Regions from separate parts of the Mus musculus genome. Here all the other regions are linked to region 3. The links are chromatin contacts, called in public Hi-C maps. All regions are on one chromosome and are shown on one strand. Each heading gives the region's core, a stretch centred on a gene start, on an enhancer-like site or on the middle of the called end of the contact. The rest is flanking DNA. Distances are from core to core; before and after follow the strand shown. Region 1 overlaps Lpp (LIM domain containing preferred translocation partner in lipoma). Region 2 overlaps Lpp (LIM domain containing preferred translocation partner in lipoma). Region 3 has its middle 29 kb from the start of Bcl6. Region 4 overlaps Lpp (LIM domain containing preferred translocation partner in lipoma). Region 5 overlaps Lpp (LIM domain containing preferred translocation partner in lipoma). Region 6 overlaps Lpp (LIM domain containing preferred translocation partner in lipoma).

Region 1 (3,739 bases), core at 345-2,844, 920 kb before region 3:
TCTGGCCTCCAAGGGCACCCATCCAAATGTGGCACACACACACACACACACACACACACACACACACACACTCATACACACACTGACACAAATCTTTTTGAAAACGGAAAGGGATGAGTTGGTTATTTATATTTAAATGTTTATGATTCAAAGTACATGTGAGATTACACGTGACTTGAAATGCAGTCCAGAATTGAATGTCTGTAAAAATATGAAAATCACAATGGAAACCACTGGAAACACTATGTTGTAGTGTCAGGATCACCCAGAGAGCTTTAGAGAAAACTGTCCTAACAGGCTTGACATAGTGCCTGTGCGTCAGCTCTGAAAATGGCCAAATCTAGACGTGAGCATCATCGTGCTGGCCAGGAGGATGGAAATGGCCTGGAACTCAGAGCATGTTCAAGAAGCTCAGAACTAAAGTCTAGCAGCGTGGGAAACAATATTGGTGCAGTGGAAATATTAGTAAGAGCTACACAGAAAGAAGGCTGGAGAGAAGGGTCAGGGGTTAAAAGCACACTAGAGGACTCAGGTTCAAATCCCAGCATCCACATGGAGGCTCACAACTGTCTGTAACTCCAGTCCTGTGAATCTAACCCCCTCTTCTAGACTCTATGTCCACAAAGCACTCAGGTGGTGTATAGACACATGCACAGACACAACACTCATGCACATAGACAATTTTTCCCCAAGAGCTTCATGGAAGGTAATGCAATCACTCTACTTGTCTCGTAACTACTCCTGAATGCATCACAACCTGTAAAGACACTGCATTCACTTTTTGATTGTTTTTAAACAGAAACTTAGATTTTTCTTAAAAATTTATAGAGAAGTGTTGTATTTTAATTCTCTGAAACATTTAGAGTGAGTTCAGCTTAGTGGTCTAGGTTCACTCCACGGAAAGTTAAACTTACCAATAATAATGATGATGATGATAGTAATAATAGTAATAGTAGCAGTAGTAGCAATAATAGTGATGACAATGATGATAAACCTTCAAGAATACTGAAAATAAAAACTAGTCTTCAACTCAATGGTAGCACACACGCAGCACACATGGATCCAGTCCTGAAGTCAGGACTTTCTGATAGGACAATTCCAGGAAATTGAGCTGGGGATCTGCTAAGGTGGGTGGGCACATTAGTGAGGAAAAGCAAATGTGAACAATAGTGTAATAGTTCACACTGGGAGTGTGAGCACACCGGCTCCTCCTCTTACTAGCCAGCACACAGCCTTGCCCAAACAAGACAGAAAGATACGCACTCTTTGTTTTTGCAGTCATAACTTTTAAAGTACAATTTGTAAATATCTGACCTAAAATAATAACAACATGGACTTTTCTGTGTCTCCTCTGGCCTTTTATCTGTTGAATTCACACCCACTACACATGAACATTCAAATTTACATTCCAGTCACCACCATAATGAATTTCTAAAGGGAAATTTTTTGACCTTTAACACATAGGCAATGATTCACTGCTGACAGGGCTTAATGTGATGGATTTAGAAATCTGATTACCACACTTCCTTGGGAGACTCAGCTCAAAACAAAACTAACCCTGTTGCACAACAGTAAAAATGAGCTCCGAGTCTTGTGGATTTGCATGTGTAGCTGAAATCACAATGCGCAACCTTCTGAGACCTCTCATCTACTGCGACTAGAACAAGATCTTCCTTTTCTGATAAAATGCCAGTTTGATCTGCTTACTGTTTAGCAGCTGCAGACAGACTTTTATTCAGGCTGCAGTAGCACACTCAAAGCTTTCCGATCAACTGGAGAGTTTGCTCTCAAAATGCTCAGCTGCTTGGTCTCTACCTGGCTCTTCCATTCGTCCTCTGCCCTCTTGCCCCTGGGATTATGACTACGCATGTGTCAATCTTCCTGCCTTCACATCTTCATCTAGGGTTCTTATCCTTGTCCCCTCTTTCCCACTAACATCATGTGCCACAGACCTTCCCATCCTCCCTGAGGAAGTGTCGCCAATTACCCAGTTCGAATAAATGCCTTCCTCGTGCAATCTCTATGTCCACTTAAATGCTTTCAAAATCGGCTTTTATTTATTTTACAACTTTTTTTAAAAAAAAGTTTCCTTCTGACAGATTTCCAGAGAGCCAGATGTTGCACACAATAGGCTTTCAGGTATCTTTTTAAAAGTGGGATTCTACGAAAGTGGTTCTTTAGAGACAGAGATGAAAACCCTCGTAGGTTTTATAAACACACACACACACACACACACACACACACACACACACACACACACACACAGAAATTCATTAGAGATAAGGAAAAATTAACATCAGTCAAATTTGCATTAGAATCAGAACAGTCTCATGGCAAGTTATTTTTCTTGTCTTTCAGAAGTCAACTGAACTGAACACAGACTTGGCCCTTTTGGTTGGGAAGAATGCTGACACACAATATTGTTCACAAGGAGTTGGGTGCTTCAAGGACAATGACATTTGTGCATGGAAACGCCTACCTTCCACTTGCCCGGAGGCCGATTGTAAACATGTTAAACAGTTTGCCCAAGGCACTCTATTCCAGACTGCCTGTCATATAAACAACATTAACAGTTTTGCTGAAGAGAATAACTAAGTGATTCTCACCTTACTTTCTACTTTTTCCAGGACTCCAGAGTAATATCTGTCCAGCTAGCATGAACTATGAAACCCTAGCAATTGCTGGGAGGCTCGAGGGAGGAAATAGCTAAAGGGAGAAAAGCAGTCACTGAAACTGCTACAGACACAAGTGAAGATGTCTTGACTGCCAAAAGAGACTCCCTAGGCTTCCCACATTATTATTCATAAGAAGAAGGAAGCTGCCAGGCCGGCAGTGAGCACACCTTAAATCTCAGCATCGAGAGGCAGCGGCAGAGGCAGAGGCAGGCAGATTTCCGCGAGTTTGAAGCCAGCCTGGTCTACAAAATGAATGAGTTCCAGGATACCCAGAGTTACACAAAGAAACTCTGTCTTGACAAAAAGCAAAAACCCAAACCAAACAAACAAAGAAAAGAAAGAAAAGAGAGGAATTAAAGAACATTAGTTGAAAGTTAGGAAATTTGATACTCAGCAGGGTAAGCAATGAATTAAATCACTCTGTTTGCTGGGTTTTCATCTGTGTATGTTTGCTCAATACAGAACAGCCTACTGTAGAAAACGGCTTCAAAAAGCCCGAACTGGAACTGTTAAATAGAGGTCCGAAGGTGACTCCTGCACAGCCTTCCTTTAAAGTGAGTCTGGACACTGTCTTATACTATAATATGGTCCTTCGCTTCAGATTAGGTTTTGGAATTTTAGCTCTAAGATAAACACATGATCTGGTTTTCCATTTTTGTTCTGTACACACAGAAACACTGTAGTCTTTTCAGACTCGAGCAAAACGTCTCACTTACCACAGCCCACAGGAATCCCAACAGGGCTGGGTGCTGTTTTGGGGTTGGGAGTGGCAGTAGCAGCAGAAGTACTTGTAAAATGGAAGAAGGTGTGAGATGCTTCAGGAAAAGGATGCACTCCCAGAGGCAGGAAGAACGGGATACTTGGCATCTTGATTAAGACGGCTGCAGAAGAGGATCCGGCATGATGTACTCACTTGAACACATCTATCCTACAGAGCTAAGTGCTTTAACAGCCCTTCAGGAGTCTGGAGCTGGATTCTGCATTCAAAGCTATGCGCCGGCTCGATTCAGGTCTTGCTCTGAAAGGTTATCTGTCAGGTGATTACTAACAGTGCTGAGTAGTTT
Region 2 (3,503 bases), core at 685-3,184, 860 kb before region 3:
TTTCTCCTCATGCGTCTCTGTAAAATCCTCTCTGCTGAACTGCCATCTGCATCTGATTCCATCTCCAGCACTTGCTTAGCAACACTGAGCTCTCCAAGTGCTGAAGTGACGTCTAGGGAACAGTTATTAATATCCGTATGTATGCACACAGTATGTGAAAATATGCAGGATTCAAAGCGATTAGTGTATTACTTGGAGGTAATGCTTCCCACGGGGACTGAGCTCCTGGAGAAAGCTCCCCCTGCTGTGACTGCCTGCCATACCCACTATCACTCACCGGAACATTTGGGATAAAAATGGTGTCAATTTTAAGGAAACACACTTCTCGATTTCTTTGTTAACATTTGAATAAAACATGAGAAGGCTTCTACTTTCCTCTTCCCCTCCTTCATTCAGAGAAAAAGTCCCTTCACAACCTTACTTTGTGTGTGAGAGGAAATGGTTGTCCTTGGCTACCTTCAGACTGGCAGAACTGCTCAGTTACAAATATTAAAGCCTAAAATCTATTCTAATGAACTCTGGTGAGACTCATATCTTCTAAGCTGCAGACAAATGCTTGGTAAAAGAAAACACGAAGAAACTGTCAGAGTTGATCAGCCTGAAAGAACATTAGAGACATCTGCAGAAGAAAGCATACAATTCTATAGGAGGGGCATGGCTGGGCCAGAAGGAACACTTTCTGGACCACGTGAGACTCTGGGAAAAGGAAAATTTCCTAGGAGTCACAGATGGAGGCTGGTCACATCCTCTCTGCTGTGTGTTCTGTTGCTGTGGTCACCATATGACCAAGAGGCATTTGGGGAGGAGAGGTCTTATCTCACCTTAGAGTTTACAGTGTATCATCAAAGGAAGCCAAGGCAAAAACTCAATACAGGAACTTAATGAAGAGGCTGACTTCAGGCCCATCCTCAGGTACCTTCCTGCAATACCTTCTGTCATCTCAACACAAACTTAGACATGCATTTCTGAGAAGAGGAAATCTCGGTTGAGGGACCCATCTCCATCAGATTTGCCTGTGTGCATATCTATGAGGCATTTTCTTGATTAATGGCTGATGCTAGAGGACCCAGCACACCATGGGCAGTGCCATCCTTGGGCAGGTGGGTCTGGTGTGTATAAGAAAAGGAACTGAGCAAGCTAGTGAAGAGCGTTCCTACATGTTGTTTCTGTTGCAAGTTCCTTTCCTGGCAAGCCAGTAAGCAGCATTCTTCTCTGGTTTTGCTTTAAGCTGTCTGGACTTTGTGTGCTGTGACTAAAAGCATGCACTCCTATGCCTTGCCAGCTACCTTTCTTATACAGCTGAGGCACACTCTTCTTACAGATGGTACATCCTGCAGCCTCCCCCAAAGGAATCGGGAGGTTTTCCTAAGGACTCCTTCAGAGTTTAGTTTTCCAACCCAAGATACATTTTGTAAGATAAGTACATAAACTGAATCAAGGCTGAATCAGGTGTGGAGAAAATCACTTAGTGGACATTTCTGCATAGCCTTTCAAAACATTATGAAAGTGGGAGTGGGTGGGTTGGGGAGCAGGTGGGGGGAGGGTATAGGGGACTCTCGGGATAGCATTTGAAATGTAAATGAAGAAAATATCTAATAAAAAAACAAACTTGGAAATGGCCATATTCTCCTGCTGTCTGTGGAGCATTTCTGAGCAATCACTCTTGTACTGAAGTTGTTCCTTATTTAGGCTATCATATTCAGTAAACACTGCTAATTTTATAAGATGACTAATACCCATGTGCCTAATAACGAGAGAGACAAGTCAAAGGTCCTCCCTTACTGAGCTTATATGAAGCTCAGAAACCACGTAAAGCCATAAAACTAAACAGAAACTAGTAATATTTTCTTGTATCGCTATGTGATCCTATTTGAAGTCCATCTTAAGCAAGAGATACACAGAGGGAGTACAAAGTCAAAGGTCTTTAGTGGCTGTTTGGACCATCAACACAGCTTGGCTCCACCAACATACTACTGAGTTCAAAGTGGAGACAGTTACAACAAATACAGCTTGCTTTATTTCTGAAACAAACTGTGCACATATTTGCGGCCACCCCACTAATTAACCTGGAGATTGCTCCTTTCATCTCCTCCGTGGTTTTCTCCCCCTAGTTACCACATGTTGGGGTTATTTTTTGCCATCTGGGATATATTCAAACTGTTCTCTTATAGGCACCAGAGAGAGGATGGTACAAGTGATTAAGAGACTGAGGAGTCTGACTTTGTAGAAAGATTAAAAGAGCTATATATGTAACACACCGGGGCTGGAGGATGACTAAGGGGTGCCATGATGATGGCTATAAATATCCGCAAGGTGTAAACACTAAGGAATAATTTAGCTTGTGGCAGGTGGTTCAACTAGGAGGGATGGTGCCTCAGAGAAGAGAGATATTTATTAAAGAGTAACTTAGGCACTTCAGAGGTTCCCCATGGGATTTGCTGGAGGGAAACATGAAGAGCAACTTCAAGAACAAGGCAGTGGGAATCGGAGACATGGGCTGGCCAAACTCTTGCTTTTGTAAATCAGTACCTGATCAAGGAAGATGGAGAGGTCTTCCAGCAGTGCTCTGAGGATGGATCCTGAGGACTAGGTGGTCCTACTGTCCACTAAAGCAATAAGGAGAGGGGGCATGAAGGGCAGTGATGAGCCCCTTCGTCTGTCTTGTCTATACCACCACTATCCTTAGGATAGCTTCTGAGGAACTTGCCAACTCCAAAAGATTGTAGAAGAGATTTGCTGAGCTAAAAATCTTGGAACAATATATTAGAGGGTTCTTTTTTTTTAAATTCATGCTTATTCAAAAGATTCTAAACCATTTAGAATAGGTACTAAAGTTATACTTGAATGAACTATTTATTGACCTACTTATGTGGCAGCCTAGCAGAGACAGCAGTAACCTTCATGCATGGCTTGGTAAAAGGCTTTCTCCCTTTTACACATACATGGAATTTCCCAGCTAGCTTTCAAAGCCTGAATCCATTGGCTCCCTGCTACCTTATCAGGATCCTGTGCCCAGCCTCTAAGCCTGCTTTTAGAGGGAATTTCATTCTTATCTGAATCTTGTGGTTTGTCATGTGGCTCCTGAAAGATGTTCCATGTGTTTCATATTGCTTCCCTCTGAGACACTGCTTTCCACATACAACTTTGAACACTGGATTGGTAAAAATTCACAGAGTAATAGAGGAATTCTCATTAAATTTCTAGTAAAATTGAAAATGTTTTAATAGAACAGTTCTTGGGCAAATGGCAACGAATCTTAACATGTAGCTGGAACAGGTAACACAGAATGTGAATATCCACATAAACAAGTGTCAAGTGATTACTGCACAGAGCAGGCATTGGAACTCACCGAGAAGAGAAAGATGAATGGGACCTGGCCTTTGCCTTCTCTAGAGCTCATGGGCACACAGTTGTTACATAACATATAGATCCAATCAGGGCAGATTTAGAAGGGAAAGTGTGGACTCAGGCTTTGAAAACCAAGTGGGGAATTCTGTATTAGG
Region 3 (3,670 bases), core at 1,135-3,634:
TATGTATTACTGAAAATCTAAGATGTATGCGGAGAAACACCAGAGCGCTCACTGCTCTTCCAGAGGACATGACTTTGATTCCCAGCTCCATCTTTGGCCGCTCACAACCAGCTGTAACTTCAGTTCCGGAAGATCAGATAGCTTCCTCAAGCCTTCATGGGAAGCAGCAGTATTCACTTATACAGACACATATGAATAAAACATAAAAATATACTTTAAAACTTCCAAGAGGTGAGAGTACAGATGTCACGCCACCCACAGTTGCTAAGAACACAAACAAATGAAAAAAAATCAGGTAAATGCATAGAAATACCCCTGGAGTATGCAGAGCAGAGTCTCCAGATCTCAAAAGCATCTCCCACAGTGTAGTCAAGGATTTTACCCAGGGCTGTCTCAGTCCATCTCCTTCATGCCTATGTATTAATTGCACATTTTTTAAATCTACTTTAGGGATGTCTCTCCCTGACCTGCCTTCCTGTCCAGATTGATCCTCTTAATCTTCCCCAAGAAAAGATTCCCCCGATGACCAAGGATGTTGAACATTTTTTTTAGGTGCTTCTTAGCCAGTCAGTATTCCTCAGTTGAGAATTTTTTGTTTAGCTCTGTACCCCATTTTTAATAGGGTAATTTGTTTCTCTGGAGTCTAACTTCTTGAGTTCTCAGAAAATTGGACATAGTACTATCTGAGGTCCCAGCAATACCACTCCTGGGCATATGTGCAGAAGATGGTCCAATATGTAATAAGGACACCTGCTCCACTATGTTCATAGCAGCCTTATTTATAATAGCCAGAAGCTGAAAAGAACCCAGATGTCCCTCAACAGAGGAATGGATACAGAAAATGTGGTACATTTACAGAATGGAGTACTCCTCAGCTAGTAAAAACAATGAATTTATGAAATTCTTAGACAAATGGATGGATCTGGAGGATATCATCCTGAGTGAGGTAACCCAATCACAAAAGAACTCACATGATATGCACTCACTGATAAGTGGATATTAGTCCTGAAGCTCAGAAAACCCAAGATACAATTCACAAACCACATGAAACTCAAGAAGAAGGAAGACCGTAGCGTGAATACTTCTATCCATCTTAAAAGGGGGGAACAAAACACCCATGGCAGGAGTTACAGAGACAAAGTGTGGAGTAGAAACTAAAGAAATGACCATTTAGAGACTGACTCACCTGGGGATCCATCCCATATACAACCACCAAAACCAGACATTGTTGTGGATGTCAACAAGTGCTTTCTGACAGGAGCCTGATATAGCTGTCTCCTGAGAGGCTCTACCAGTGCCTGACAAATACAGAGGCAGATGCTCACAGCCACCCATTGAGCTGAGCACAGGATCCCCAATGAAGGAGCTAGAGAAAAGAACCCAAGGAGATGAAGGAGTTTGCAGCCCCATAGGAGGAACAACAATATGAAGTAGCCAGTAACCCCAGAGCTCCCAGGGACTAAACCACCAACCACAGAGCACGCATGGTGGGACTCATGGCTCCAGCTGCATATGCAGCAGAGGATGGCCTAGTTGGTCATCAATGTCCTATGAAGGCTGAATGCCCCAGTGTGGGGGAATGCTGAGGCCAGGAAGTGGGAGTGGGTGGGTTGGTGAGCAGGGGGAGGGTGTTTTTCAGAGAGGAAACCAGGAAAGGGGATAACATTTGAAATGTAAATAAAGAAATATCCAATAAAAAGAAAAGGAAAGGGAAGGGAAGGGAAGGGAAGGGAAGGGAAGGGAAGGGAAGGGAAGGGAAGGGAAGGGAAGGGAAAGAAAACAAAAGAAAAGAAAAGAAAAGAAAAGAAAAGAAAAGAAAAGAAAAGAAAAGAAAAGAAAAGATCCCCTCCCCTAATTCCTCCTGCTGTCTTTTCAAACTCAATCTGAATATCTCTGGTTGTTTTATTTGTATCCCATATCCTGGTTGTTTTCTTTCCATGGATGCAAGTCCTCTGAGGTCAACAGTTTGTCTTTGTTTTTGTTGCCAAGCAAATGCTAAGAGACAACAGTTGACCCTGGGGGGGGGGGGGGAGAGAGAGCGAGCAAGGGTGGGAGGAAGGGAGAGAGAGAGAGAGAGAGAGAGAGAGAGAGAGAGAGTGGGAGGAAGGGAGAGAGAGAGAGGAGAACACTTCCACTTCACACCTTTGGTGTCCTTTCATCCTTTACTGCTACCCAATAATGTTAATCCCTCACTTAGCAGTTGAGAACACAGAGGATTGGATAGGTTAAAAAGGTGTCTGTGTTCATAACTGTTAAGCAGGGAAGTCAAATTGGAAGCCAGGGGTTATCTCACTTGTTTTCTCACCCATGCCTCCAGACACTGTACATGGGTGGGGTAGGAAGCACCCACAAATGCTCGTCAATCAAACAAGGAAGGAAGAAGTAGATGGGGAGGAACCTGCCAGTCTTCGGATATGTGCCTGTCTCTGCTCCACGTAGAGCTTCAAGTTCTTTCTAGGTAGTGGCTGCACAGTGAGCATAGCCTGAAGGAATTAGAGGCTGCGTGCTGCGCCTGGCTAGCCCTCACTCTTTCTCCCAGCATTTATAAGCAGGCTGCTGTGTCCTGGACAGATGGCATAGGAATAGAGAATAAAGCAGATATTTGCTCTGTTCTTTGATAAGATGGTATTTACTGGCTTTTTTTCGAGTCTAGGGAAGAAGATGTTGCTAAAAGAATAACAATAGTTTGCACTCAGGGAATGACCAACAGAACATTAGAGGTGACCAGTAAGGTAAGTCCCATGCTGAGCATGAATAAGCGTCCCTTCAGAGAGGAAACCAACCGAGCCGAAGATCACAGAGAATAGCCAGATGACTCACCCATCAAAATGGGAAGCTCTCTCTGGAAAAGATGGTGGCACCAAGGAGACCTAAACCACAAATCCACAGAGGCCCTTACCACACCAGGGACTACGTTCTTGTTTCTTGCTGCTTGTGGTGGCTTGGACCCTGTCAGCCTGCCAGGAGCTGGAGAGGCAGTGAAACAAAACGTTAGGATCCCCTCAGACCTAGACTCACTTTGTCTGCCTCTAAGTCAGTGGTTCTTGATCTTTCTAATGCTGAGTCCCTTTTTGTTGTGGTGTCTCCCCCAACGTAAAATCATTTTCCTTGCTACTTCATAACTGTAATTTTGCTACTGTTATGAATCATAATGAAGAATATGCAGAATATCTGCTATGCCACCCTTTGGGGTCTCAACCCAGAGGTTGAGAGCTGCCACTCTAAATGAAGCTTCCCCGAAGCAGCAGCAGCAGCAGCAGCAGCAGCATAGATGTGGGCTCTGGGCAAAGTGGAGGCAATCACATTTTACTGTCGCGGAATTGTGAAGAACAAGGAGCTACTGCCTGTGACGTCCCTAGACCAGTGGCTGGCTTATAGTAAATGGTCAGTACCGGCTGGCTACTTTTATGGGGCTTTCAACAATGACTCTGTAAATCCAAACTGAAGCATCCAGTGATGTTCAGAAGGAAGAGACTGTGTTTACATCTCACACAGTTCTGAAATCGGGCGCACAGTATCATTTATCGTGCACTTTCTAACAACCTTAGTGCCAAGATGACAGTTGCCCATCACCCAGAGAGAGAGAGAGATTCCCCGGAGCTGCCGTTTATCATTGTTCTCTACAGCCGAGCATCAAGGAGACCACACACTGTGCTCTGTGTCTATGAAT
Region 4 (3,430 bases), core at 848-3,347, 880 kb before region 3:
TGCCAGAGGCTGGAAGGCAATGTGAGCTAGAGACACAAGTCAAGGAAGACCTCTTTTGAAGGCTTTGCTCATGGGCCTTGGACTCTGGCCTAGTGCAATTACCCAGTTAAAAAGAAAATTCAAGCACACACATACACATACAAACAATCAAACGCACACCTTACTGACTCTAGCTCAGCCCCCCTCTCGGAATGTTTTTTCACTGTGTGATCACGAGAGGTAAGGAGAAACTGTCATTCTATATGTTCAGAAACGGAAGCTAAAGAAACAGAGTAGATGCTGAATGGTGGCTGGTTGTAATTTGATTTTCTCCATCTTTACACTCATTTCCTTTTGTATTTTCCAACCCCAAGTGAAAGGTTATATTACTGAGGACCCAGGAGCTCATTTCAGACAGAGTTTCAAGGTAGAATTTTATAGCTTAGTCCCCCCTCCCCCCTCCAAGTCCACTCCTTTCTTTTTCTACTTATAGGAAATTTAAAGCTATGGACAATTTGTTCTGGTGGTGCAGAGCAGTTCAGAGGGCTTCGGCAGTGCAGACGTTACGCTGTAGATGGCTAACTATTGTCCTTCTGTCCATTAAGAGCTGCAAGATGAATAAGAAAGAAAACAAGGAATAAAGAGGCTCCTTTCCTATTCTCTTTCCATCCTTTATCTTTAAAGTAGGAACTTTGCTGAACCACAGCCAGCAATTCACTCAGCCTAATGAAGTGTATAAGTAATGGGATTATATTTAAATATAAATCTTAAACCATTATTGCAGTGGCCTGATGCTGACATTCATCCAAACTCTGTCAAACACTGGCTGGTGAGTTCATGCTTCATTTAAAAATAAACAAACTGGGGCAGGAAGAAGGTTCTAGCATAACATTTCAGAGGCACTGAACCTGGAAATACGAGACCCTTCATTCTGGTCAGAGCTGAAGCAAATGCTGTCCTGGTTCACGGTCCTACTGAAGTGGGCAGAGTCCAGCTTTCCCCAGGGATCACTCTGTCTCTGTAGACACATAGGCTTAGTTATTTCAAAACTCTCCTAAAGAGGGAGGGTCTCTGAAGGTACCACCAAGGCTCTTGGTTTCTATTCATGCTTCTACCATTGCCAAACATGTGAATTCAGGCAAATCAACAAACTTTCTCTGGCTGTTAGCTTTTCCAGCCATAAAACAACAGCACTGAATTAAAGTACTTCTTTAATTTTAGTTCCTTCTGGGCCTTAAATGTTCTTATTCAAATACAATAGAAATTGGTATACTTTGGGATAAGAGTTAGGGGGAAATGTTATAAATGTTATCAATAAGGACTTCCTGTTGCTCTGGTCAGTCAACTAGGAGGTATGTGCTTCAGCTTCTCTGTCAGTAAAGTACTGCCCAGTGTCCACAGGAGGACAGAGCTATATCATTAGAAAAGGTAGCCATAGATTGGACATACTGCTGATTATGAATGAGTGGCTCTAAGAGTGGCATACAAGTGTCAGGCGGGCTCCAAAGCACCCTAAATTCCGTTACACAGACACAATTTCCAGTGTTGCCTAGTTGCTCAGTTTTTCTTACGGCTTTTATGGAAGGGCTATCTCTCATGTATTCTTTAAATCTAACCTTGTAACTTTTATCTTGTCAGCTTTTTAGGCTTTGTCCTACCACTTTAGATTTAATCATGTTTTATAGTCTACCATTGTCTATAAATGTTTATATGTTCTATATTTACAGCTATGAAACCCTGCATGTAAACAACAGTGCACACTGCAAAGATGTGCATTAGAACCCCATGGGTATGACAGAAGGAAGTTTGGGGACTGTGATGAGAACAAAGAATCCAGTGCATTTCTAATAGTTTTTTGTTAAACCGGGTAACAAGTATGTGGACCTTTATATTATTTGTTATGTCTGTGTCAAAAAAATAAAACCTACATAATTGTGCAAACATATATGCATTTAGCCTTTTCTTTTCTTTTTGTTTTCATAGTCCTACTTCAAAAGTTAAAAAGCATGTTTAGAAAAATACAAATATAAGAGATGATCGTGCACATTCCTAGATTCAAGGGTAGGAAGGCTGGCCTTATTCAACTAAACTAGTTTCCTCATTTTATTTAGAGCTGGCTTTGTGCTGGGGTGGTTGCTTGTTTTTAAAAAAAGGCATGATAGGCTGGAGACGTGGCTCAGCTGTTAGGAGTATTTGCTGCTCTTGCAGAGAACTTGGGTTTGGTTCCTAAAACATAGGCTCACAAACACCTGTAAGTCCAGTTCTAGGGGATTTGATGCCCTTTTCTGACATCTACCAGCATGGTACACCCATCACGCACATGCACACGTACACACACATGCACACACACACACACACATGTATGCATGCATGCAAGCACGCACACACTCTTTAGAATAATTAAATCCTAAAAAATTTGTAACAAATTTATGAAGTATCATTTCAGTGAAACGTATCCATGGAGAGAATTACACTCATATTCTCTCCCTGCCCCAATGTGCTATATGAGTTTAAACCAAGTATTTTAAAGGCTGCTAATATTGTTCAAATATTGCACTCATCAAATAATTGAGAATATTTTACTATGTGGCATTCACTTTACCACTCCAATTTATCACGCAGCACTGAACTCAACATTTCTTTTAGGCTTTCTCCACATGTGCAGTTAGATTAGCACTCCCTCCCTGAGGCAGGCTAAGTTAGGGTCTCAGAAGGCTGAGGGTGGAGACACTGCAGGCATCATTTGTTCTTTGAAGATAGGAGAAACCCTGTTAGTGACATTTCCTCGCCTTTTCTCAGGTAGCACTTCTGACTTTCATCTACATTGGTGAGGTTGAGGGTCCCCCCCCCCCCTTGCATATTTTAGATTTACAGAAAAAGCATCTTTCCTATGAAACATGTGATTTTTTTTTTTTTTTGAGGGAAGGTCTACTGCACCCCTGGCTGGCATTGAACTCCTAATCACCCTGTCTTCACCTCCCTGGCTGTAGTTACAGGTATGTGCTAGCATACCTGGTTTATGAAGCATGGGTTTTGAAATTAAGGTTTTGTGCATGTTAGCAAGGCTACATTGAGAAAAAGTGTACTAGGATTAAAGCATTTTACTCAGAGCAAAGGAGCCTAGGTTCAGTGGAGAGAAAGGAAATGGTCTATAGTTATGCCCACACTTTTTTCACCCCCACAGTTTGTAACATTTGTCTAGATTTATTTGTACCGCATTCATTAATTCCCACCCACCTCCGACCCTTCCCCATGAGACAGGGTCTTTTCTAACCTCAGCTGGCCTTGAATTCACTGTTATAGAATATCCTAGAATTTTTTTTCAGTTACCAACAACTTGTCATGAATGGCCTGCATCCCACCCCTTCTTTAGGCAGCATCTCCTATGAGCATCAAGGTATTTTCTGTACTCTCCTTACAGTGGCTTCTGTGACTTAGACCTCCATCCACG
Region 5 (3,487 bases), core at 33-2,532, 980 kb before region 3:
CAGCTTTAAAAACAGCTGCCTCTGTGAGAGCCCTCCTGCTCACAAATCTCAGATGTTTGACCAGGTGCTGGAGAGAGAGAAGGGCTTCTCTCCAGTTTTTGTGATGGGAGACTCAGTCATACTTTAGTAAGCTTATACCCTAAGGCTTAGTGCACTGGGTGTTTTTGTTTTCTTGACATCTGCTGAATGAAAAAGTGAACTTGTTTTTTTTTTTTTTTCTGTTATTCTTAGAATATAAATGAGGACAAGATGATGACAGAGCATGAAGAATGATTAAATGCCAAGTGCGTAAATGCGGTCTTGCTCCCTTGTATCTGATTCATCCATCCCTTTCTCCTAGAGATCTGTACTATCCACTCGCCCCACTTTGGATTATACCTGCATTCCTCATGGTGCCTAAGCAAAGAGTGATTGTGGTGTTTGAGAAATAGTCATAGTACAAGTGGAGAAAAAGTGTCAAACGAGGGTAGAATTCCACCAGGCCCACCTCAATGGACCTACTTACTTGGGTCTAGCATTAAAAGGCCACACATACACACTCATACACAGAGAGACATGTGTGTGTTCCCATACGCACACATACACACATACGCACACTCACAGACGTGTGTGTGCACGTGCGCGCGCGCACACACACACACACACACACACACACACACACACTTCTGCAGAGTTCAGAAAGAGGGTGCTGAAGTGGTTTGCGAACGTGTCAGAAGTTGAGCTCATTTGTGTTGATGGAGTGGGGGCTTCATGTTCTTGCAGCATAACTCGCTCTGAGAGGCATTCCCAGTCTCAGAGGACCATATGGAAAGCAACTGGTGAAAAAATGAATCACAGTAACTGGGCTTAAAAGGAAACAGAGATCATCTGACTCCGAAAGAATTCCACACAGAGGCAAGTTAAGTGGAATGAGAAGTTTATTGGATTTTTAAATATAAAGTAATTCTTTTACAGAAAAAACTGTGATTTTCATATTTATTCTCATTGAGCACTGGGGAAACACAATCAAAACTGATAGAATGTAAATAAAATCATGTTTTAATATAATTGAATAATGTGTAAATACAAAAGAAATTACCCAAACCACTTTCTTGTAACACAACTTCTGATTTTCAGAAAGGATTATGTGTGCTCCCGTGGGGATGTCAGCGATGGTTTATGAGACAGCAAAGATATGCAATTTGCTTACACTGTGAAAATACCAAGGCTCTGTCAGGATCATGCAGATGAACAATGTCATATCCTCTATGCGTCTGTGTAGCTTTTCCTAAGTTGGAAATGTTACTGAGTCTTGAGGCTGCTGCTGGTGAGGCTGTGATGGTGGCTAGCTAGGAGGAAGTGCCTGCTCCCAGGAGATAGGTTTAGCACAGGGAAAGCCTAACAGCTTTTCTCTCCTGTCCTTACCCTGTCCCATTAAACATGACTTAGCTTTCATATCAAGCTCTCTCTCATGGCCACAAGTCACCAGACTGAAACTCAGAGCAAGGCCACACTGTGTCTGTCTCAGTTTGTTTGTTCCCAAGGAGGAGTACCTGTGTATCCCAAAGACTTGAGGACAGCACACAAGAGATTTTAGAATTCTTTTCTAGCACTGAAATCTGATCAGGTCAACAGCAGAAAATTATTAGTGTTGAGATTAGATAGAGATCAAAAGATAGGTAACAGGAGAAATGGGAAAAAGTACTGCCCACCTCTAAAAAGAAAAAAAAAAAATCAACCTGACTCCAATCATGACGTTCCTAAAGAAGTACGGCCATAGCCCTAAAGCTACTCACCAGTCCTGTTCCTTCAGATCTCGTGGGTTGCTGGGATCATACTGGGCAGAGTGGCAGACAACCACGATGGCACTAAATCTGTCTCCCACAGTTTGTCCCCTCTACTTGCATTTGGTACAACTGAGTAGGAGTGGTGGCATTTCATGGTAGCTTGGTGACCACTAGGGCATCACTAATGTCCTTTCAGGAAGGCTAAGTGGATGGGGCGACACATCTTACTTTCCTCACAGGCATATTCAAGGGAATATGGAGCCAAATGACTTAGAAGGAAAGGAAGCGACTTGGCAAGTGTAATCTGCCAGCTGGTTGAGTCAGACGACACATTGAGAACAATCTTTTTTGGAATCATGTCCTCCGTTCAACCCTTGTACGATCATACGGTATCTCCATGTACCTCAGCACATCTACCTGGCTCACCTCCGAGCACGACTGCTGGGTAACCACTCACCCTCCCAGGCTATGCTGCTGCCTCCTCAAAAATACCTAGAGTTCCTGTCGCTGACAGAGAGAGCTCCAGGAACAAAAGCCCTCAAATAGCATGGACTGGTATTCTTAGGAGCTGGAGTAAAAATGCTTCAAGGAGCTGGCAGGGATGCCTGGCCCCCTGAGCTTACACTCCCTATAGCCAAGACGTTAGTTTTCTCTATGTTAGCCTGTAAGATAAAAGAAACCTGCTGACACTCAAAACTTAGCAATACTTAGTTTTTAAAACACACATGACACATATTAATTGCCTTTCCCTCTCCTGATGAAATGTTCATGATTGTATTATTTCCATGAAATACGGGTTCCTCAGCAATTTGCCACTATTCCTGGGATATAAATGCAAAGTGGCTGTGTCAGCAGGAAGTGCAGGAGACTCTTGTTTTAGCCCATTTCATGGTAGCCACTGAAGGGGAGATTGGAAATGAGCCACCCTCTTCAATTTGGCGATGCTTCCTTATCTCAGCACCTACCCCTGCTGATGGTGTTTGTGAAGCCCGAACAGTGTGAGTCCGGGTACCGTGTGTACATACATATGTAGGAATAACGTTTACGTTGCTCAGAATAGGCACTCTTTGAAGGCAGCACATCTAAAAGTAAAGTTAATAGAGCCTATATTTAGCACCCAACTTCTCACTTTGCTGATGTGTACGCTGAACAGAAGATCACAGATTTGAAATCAGTCTCGCAGAGGCCGGAGTCGGGAAATGGCTATATTCAGAGCTGGGAAAGTCTTGCCAACTCAACTGAAGCTGTTAAAAAGGCAGAGTTGGAGAAGGTGCAATCATGTTTCTCAAAGGTGATGGCACAGAAAGAGAAAAGCCTGCGACAAAGCCATGGAATAAGAAGCCTGTGCGAGCAGCTCAGGCAAGATTACTATCCCTGGGCTCTGTGCCTTTGTGTAACGTCTACTTTGTGGCAAGGGCTTACTACTTAGAAAGTTCACCTCATAATTGCACACATGCCCATGCTTAGCGGTAAAGAAAGAAAAGCCCCAAATCTGTTAAGTAACGATAAAGGCATAGATCCAGACAAGGCAATGCAAAACCCAGGCTAAGTCACTTCGCGGAGCCACCACAGAGCTCAGTGCTCCCTTCCGCTGCACAAAACTTGGCTTCTAAGTTTCAGGTTTTGCGTAAGGCACATAATTCCACACAGCATTCTTAAGACAAGAGCCAGACAGTCATGTGCCATCTATAATTCTATTTTCTCCTTGACATATTTTCTGG
Region 6 (3,908 bases), core at 146-2,645, 810 kb before region 3:
CTACTCACTACATCTTCTGGATCTTACTTAGCATTGTACTGGCTAGAATAACTACAAGGACAAGGTTAGTGTGCTCAAAAATGTCAAAACCTATGCTTTCTTCTTTTCTGCTCATCTTTGACTTCCAACAATGTCCAATGGTGAATTTAGCAACTAGGCTCCAAAGTTTTACAAGCCAAATAGGTAAATTTTTAATAACCTGCTGTTCATATTAAGTGTGCTGGATGGAAATTTAGGAGTAAGGTTCAAACTTTTCAAAGCTTGAAAAGTATACAGATTTATCTGGTAGAAGACTGTTTATTGATATAAAAATCAAATCTGTCTAGGATACTGCTTATATTACTCTACATTGTTTGCTTTTGTGATATAGTCCTGTTTTGTAACTCATAATGTTCCTGACCTCTGGATCCTGCTGTGTGGGATTTCAGACATTCACCACTACACCCCAAATTATGATTCTGATGGTATAATACCTATGTATCTAGGAGTATAAAACCAAGACTGTAGAATATATTATTTAACAAGTTAGTTTGGTCAAAAAAAAAATTCTAGGACAAAGGCTCAAAATTCCCATGACAAGTGGAGGATGGGCTTCTTGTAGATGAAGAGATACAGCCTGAAGCTAACCAACTTATCTTATCTTGACAACTTCAAGCCAAGGGTCCCTTGAACAATGTCACAGCTGACTGGGAATGGTGTGCAGGGAGGTTTCCAGGTCCATGTTCACACTGTAATTGTAATGTCTCTGCATTTAAAAATTAAGATTTCTTGATACACAGCCCAACTATGTATGCACTTACATTGGCTTTATCAAAGTGCCTATAAATATATACATAAGTAGAGTCACAAATGCAAGTGTCTTGCTCTACACTCTCAGGCCTAACTCTGTAAGTATTCACACTCTGAACATATTTCAAGGCTGTTCCCTGCATTTGCAGTCTTGTGATTCACTTCTAGATTAGGAAATAATCAGGGTGTATAGTCAAAAACTCAGGCAGGAAGGCAGATGGACACAGCAGCCCTTACAAACTGTTTCCCTAGGATACCAGGCAGAAGCAGGATCTTAACCAAGTATGGAACTGGCAGCCGGAATTTGGAAATAGAAACTGAGCTGGGGACTGGTGGGAAACCCCAATAATCCATCTTCCAAATGATGTACAGGAGATGACATCTGAGTAGGGGGCATGCTTTGTGGGGTGGAGTTCAGTAAGTCTTAGAGAACAAGTGTTTCCCCAAATGATAATTTCAGTAAAAAGAACCACACACAGCTTCCAGCAAGTCTTCGTAGCCATTTATGAGAAACGAAAAGAGAAAGAAATAAGTCTACATGGAGAAACCATGTCCAAGGCCTGACTCATGGTCAAATGCAGAACCAGACTTGTGAATCTGCATAGACTAGACATCCCATTACCTTATTACCATCTGTCTACCCCGAGCACCAAAATAGGCTTTTACAGAGTTCCTGGGCTACTCACTGCATTTCCACAGACTTTGAAACATCCTACAGAACTTAAGATCTCTTTTGTACAATTTTCAGTGACTCACCCTACCCACATGCACTTTAGATTAAAAGCTAATGTTACTTTTCTCTTGTATTTTATCAGATTATTTTAACATTCCCTATGAAAGACAGAGACAGGGAGATGGGCAAGGAGACAGACTCTGGTCAGGAGGGATCTATGAGTGCAGGTGCTCATAAAATCCAGTAGAGGGCGTCAGATCTCCTTGGGAATGCAGTTCTGGCAGTTATGAGCTATCAACCCTGGGTGCTAGGAACCAACTCACATCTCCTTCAAGAGCAGTGAGATCTCAACTGCTGAGCCACGTAGGACATCATTTGTTCCCCACAGCAATCCTTTTAAAGATTTTTCAATTGTGTGTGTGTGTCTGTCTGTCTGTCTGAATATGGGAATATGGGAAATGAATATAGTTCCCTTGTATTTTACTGTGATCTCAGGGCACTGTGTGCCTTTTTCTCATTTACAAAGATGTGTTAAAGAACACAAGAGATAGTTTCCCAAGAAGAGAAAGTGACTGTGCAAACACCTACACTATGCGGCCAATTTCAGTGTAAGGGTTCGTGTGTTCTAGGCACAGGGCTTAAGGCCGCCCTTCCCTGGCTGTGGTGTTTGTGTCACCTCTCTCCAGTGCTGAACCTTGGCTCCCATCTCAGTAAGAATGGTATTCCATTAGGGTCTCGTGGCGATTAGTGACATGCTGTAATATTCAATACAACTTAGTCATCAATAAAGGCTTTACTCTGCTTCCTGCCATGAGCTACAATCAGGACGGAAGCAAACTTCTACTAGTACCAGGCTCTCGTCTACATTAGATGGGTCAGCTTTCTCTCTTCCCACAGTCTTTACACTTGCTGACATCCCAATAACAAATGTCATGTGGGTGCCTGGTCCAGCAGAAGCTATAAAAGACACCAGAGCATGGAGAACCTGAGGAGGAATTAAGAAGCCTCGGAAAGTGTGAAGTGAGGGATGTATGGTATGCATTTGTGTGCACTGACACATGCCCATCAGGAAGAGTGGGTAAAAGAAAGCCCTATTCCCTGAAAGTCACACCAACCGCATTACCCTTGGATTGAAAAGTCAGTGATTTCCTGCATATGCATCACGCATTTAAATTTGGAAGCAATTTTTCCTCGTGAGATAGTTCATGCATTGCTATTAATATAGAAAATTCCCAGAAGTCAGTGAAGAAAGGTTATGGATCTAGAAAGCTAGGGTTCAAGTTTTTGTTTGGCCACTGTGTACCTTTGAAACCCTGAGCAGGTCCTTGGGACTCAGTTTTTTAACTTGAAAAGACACAAGATACAATATGGACTTTATGCACTTTGGATGATTATGGTGAAGCCTGAACGAGGTAATAACTTGATTCCTTCAGCTAACAAATCCTCCCTGAGCTTTTCCTTCTTGCCAAGTGCTGAAGTGAGGCTCCAGCAGCCAACATAGCAGCTTCTCCCTTACAGAACTCAGCTTGTATATGAATGTGTGAGTTTGTTCAATATAAGCAACACACAGACACAAAATGGATACACATACACATTTATACTACACACTTATGTGCATAGCATAGGATAAGTGCTGAACTACACAGAAATGCACGTAAAAGAACTTTGTAAACAACAAAAGGCATTCAAGTCCAAAGTGCCTATTCAGCTCCACATAGTAGGACAGGCCTGCATGCAAGGATTTGGGAGTTTGAGTTTTAAATATTATTAATTCAAGTCCAGCCTGGGCTACATGACATCCTGTGACAATATCTATTAATATTGTTATAGTAGGGATTGCAATATAAACTTTTCTAGAAGTAATCCATCCTTGTGTCTTCCCATAAATGTGTACTTTTTTGAAAAGTACATTAGGGGGCAGACCCATAAATGAATCAGGTAAGTTAGAAGTAGATCTGGCCTTCAGAAGGTTTATAGATCATAAAGACAAGGTGCAAAATAAATTCATACTGTCAGTGATATAAGTCAATACAAGGAAAGCCATCTCAAAGAGTGTGCAAATACATGGCCATTCTTGGATGTGGAGAGGAGACTTCTGGAAAGAAAGTGCAGTTTCAGGAGCAGCAAAGCTTGTCCTGGCCACGAAACAAGGCCTGGAGACCCTAGGTGGTTCCCAGTGCACAGAGGGAAATGCAGACAGCAGCGATGGCATAGGGTTCTCAATTTAGCTCTTTAAGTTTTGGCCAATGCAGGAAATCTCCTTGTTCCAGCCCCCAAGTTGTAGCCTTCACTAACATGGAATAAGATCTGTGTTTCTTGAACATAGTTTTTCTAATTTCAAAAAAAGTTTCTGGTAACTATTACAGAGGCTCTATTTTGGCCTCCAGAATGGAGACCCTTTCAAAGACAGTAAGGAAATAAAATGAAAAAAATAAAAAAGTTTGTT

What was found. A called contact is a pair of places that touch in the nucleus more often than the background predicts.
Region 1: a Hi-C map of bone marrow-derived macrophages shows a contact between it and region 3, with 12 read pairs. The contact joins two enhancer-like sites. A contact is called at or near these places in 1 of 15 datasets of contacts at CTCF or cohesin (the NIH/3T3 cell line) and 1 of 484 Hi-C or Micro-C datasets (bone marrow-derived macrophages).
Region 2: a contact with region 3 is called in a Hi-C map of bone marrow-derived macrophages, with 14 read pairs. The contact joins two enhancer-like sites. A contact is called at or near these places in 1 of 484 Hi-C or Micro-C datasets (bone marrow-derived macrophages), 4 of 115 datasets of contacts at active chromatin or transcription factors (CD4 T cells, embryonic stem cells and oligodendrocyte precursor cells) and 1 of 9 other capture datasets (embryonic stem cells).
Region 4: a contact with region 3 is called in a Hi-C map of bone marrow-derived macrophages, with 12 read pairs. The contact joins two enhancer-like sites. A contact is called at or near these places in 1 of 15 datasets of contacts at CTCF or cohesin (the NIH/3T3 cell line), 1 of 484 Hi-C or Micro-C datasets (bone marrow-derived macrophages) and 1 of 115 datasets of contacts at active chromatin or transcription factors (embryonic stem cells).
Region 5: a Hi-C map of bone marrow-derived macrophages shows a contact between it and region 3, with 9 read pairs. The contact joins two enhancer-like sites. A contact is called at or near these places in 1 of 484 Hi-C or Micro-C datasets (bone marrow-derived macrophages) and 3 of 115 datasets of contacts at active chromatin or transcription factors (CD4 T cells, embryonic stem cells and regulatory T cells).
Region 6: a contact with region 3 is called in a Hi-C map of bone marrow-derived macrophages, with 12 read pairs. The contact joins two enhancer-like sites. A contact is called at or near these places in 6 of 39 promoter capture datasets (the C10 cell line, cranial neural crest, frontonasal cranial neural crest and 3 more), 2 of 484 Hi-C or Micro-C datasets (B cells and bone marrow-derived macrophages) and 4 of 115 datasets of contacts at active chromatin or transcription factors (T-cell acute lymphoblastic leukemia, bone marrow-derived dendritic cells and embryonic stem cells).

Annotation. Positions count from the first base shown.
Region 1 is chr16:24,931,741-24,935,479 of GRCm38.p6, reverse strand. The region is part of intron 10 of Lpp (LIM domain containing preferred translocation partner in lipoma); the gene reads right to left. Gm52245 (a long non-coding RNA gene) reads left to right here. Exons shown (of 3, transcript XR_003951917.1): 3 at 2,359-2,865. Among named protein-coding and RNA genes, the nearest start is that of Gm52245, 7.8 kb to the left of the region's middle. Within about 2 kb of position 1,594, at least 74 of the 459 cell types and tissues checked have an H3K27ac peak or open chromatin away from gene starts, as enhancers often do. A contact at or near this core is called in bone marrow-derived macrophages, where this site is marked.
Region 2 is chr16:24,877,547-24,881,049 of GRCm38.p6, reverse strand. The region is part of intron 9 of Lpp (LIM domain containing preferred translocation partner in lipoma); the gene reads right to left. Among named protein-coding and RNA genes, the nearest start is that of Gm22672, 4.9 kb to the left of the region's middle. Within about 2 kb of position 1,934, at least 35 of the 459 cell types and tissues checked have an H3K27ac peak or open chromatin away from gene starts, as enhancers often do. A contact at or near this core is called in bone marrow-derived macrophages, where this site is marked.
Region 3 is chr16:24,015,640-24,019,309 of GRCm38.p6, reverse strand. No RefSeq gene overlaps it. Among named protein-coding and RNA genes, the nearest start is that of Bcl6, 29 kb to the right of the region's middle. Within about 2 kb of position 2,384, at least 28 of the 459 cell types and tissues checked have an H3K27ac peak or open chromatin away from gene starts, as enhancers often do. A contact at or near this core is called in bone marrow-derived macrophages, where this site is marked.
Region 4 is chr16:24,897,913-24,901,342 of GRCm38.p6, reverse strand. The region is part of intron 10 of Lpp (LIM domain containing preferred translocation partner in lipoma); the gene reads right to left. Among named protein-coding and RNA genes, the nearest start is that of Gm22672, 15 kb to the right of the region's middle. Within about 2 kb of position 2,097, at least 4 of the 459 cell types and tissues checked have an H3K27ac peak or open chromatin away from gene starts, as enhancers often do. A contact at or near this core is called in bone marrow-derived macrophages, where this site is marked.
Region 5 is chr16:24,989,991-24,993,477 of GRCm38.p6, reverse strand. It overlaps Lpp (LIM domain containing preferred translocation partner in lipoma), which reads right to left. Exons shown (of 13, transcript NM_178665.5): 13 at 900-3,487. Among named protein-coding and RNA genes, the nearest start is that of Gm52245, 50 kb to the right of the region's middle. Within about 2 kb of position 1,282, at least 21 of the 459 cell types and tissues checked have an H3K27ac peak or open chromatin away from gene starts, as enhancers often do. A contact at or near this core is called in bone marrow-derived macrophages, where this site is marked.
Region 6 is chr16:24,820,193-24,824,100 of GRCm38.p6, reverse strand. The region is part of intron 8 of Lpp (LIM domain containing preferred translocation partner in lipoma); the gene reads right to left. Among named protein-coding and RNA genes, the nearest start is that of Mir28a, 5.7 kb to the left of the region's middle. Within about 2 kb of position 1,395, at least 6 of the 459 cell types and tissues checked have an H3K27ac peak or open chromatin away from gene starts, as enhancers often do. A contact at or near this core is called in bone marrow-derived macrophages, where this site is marked.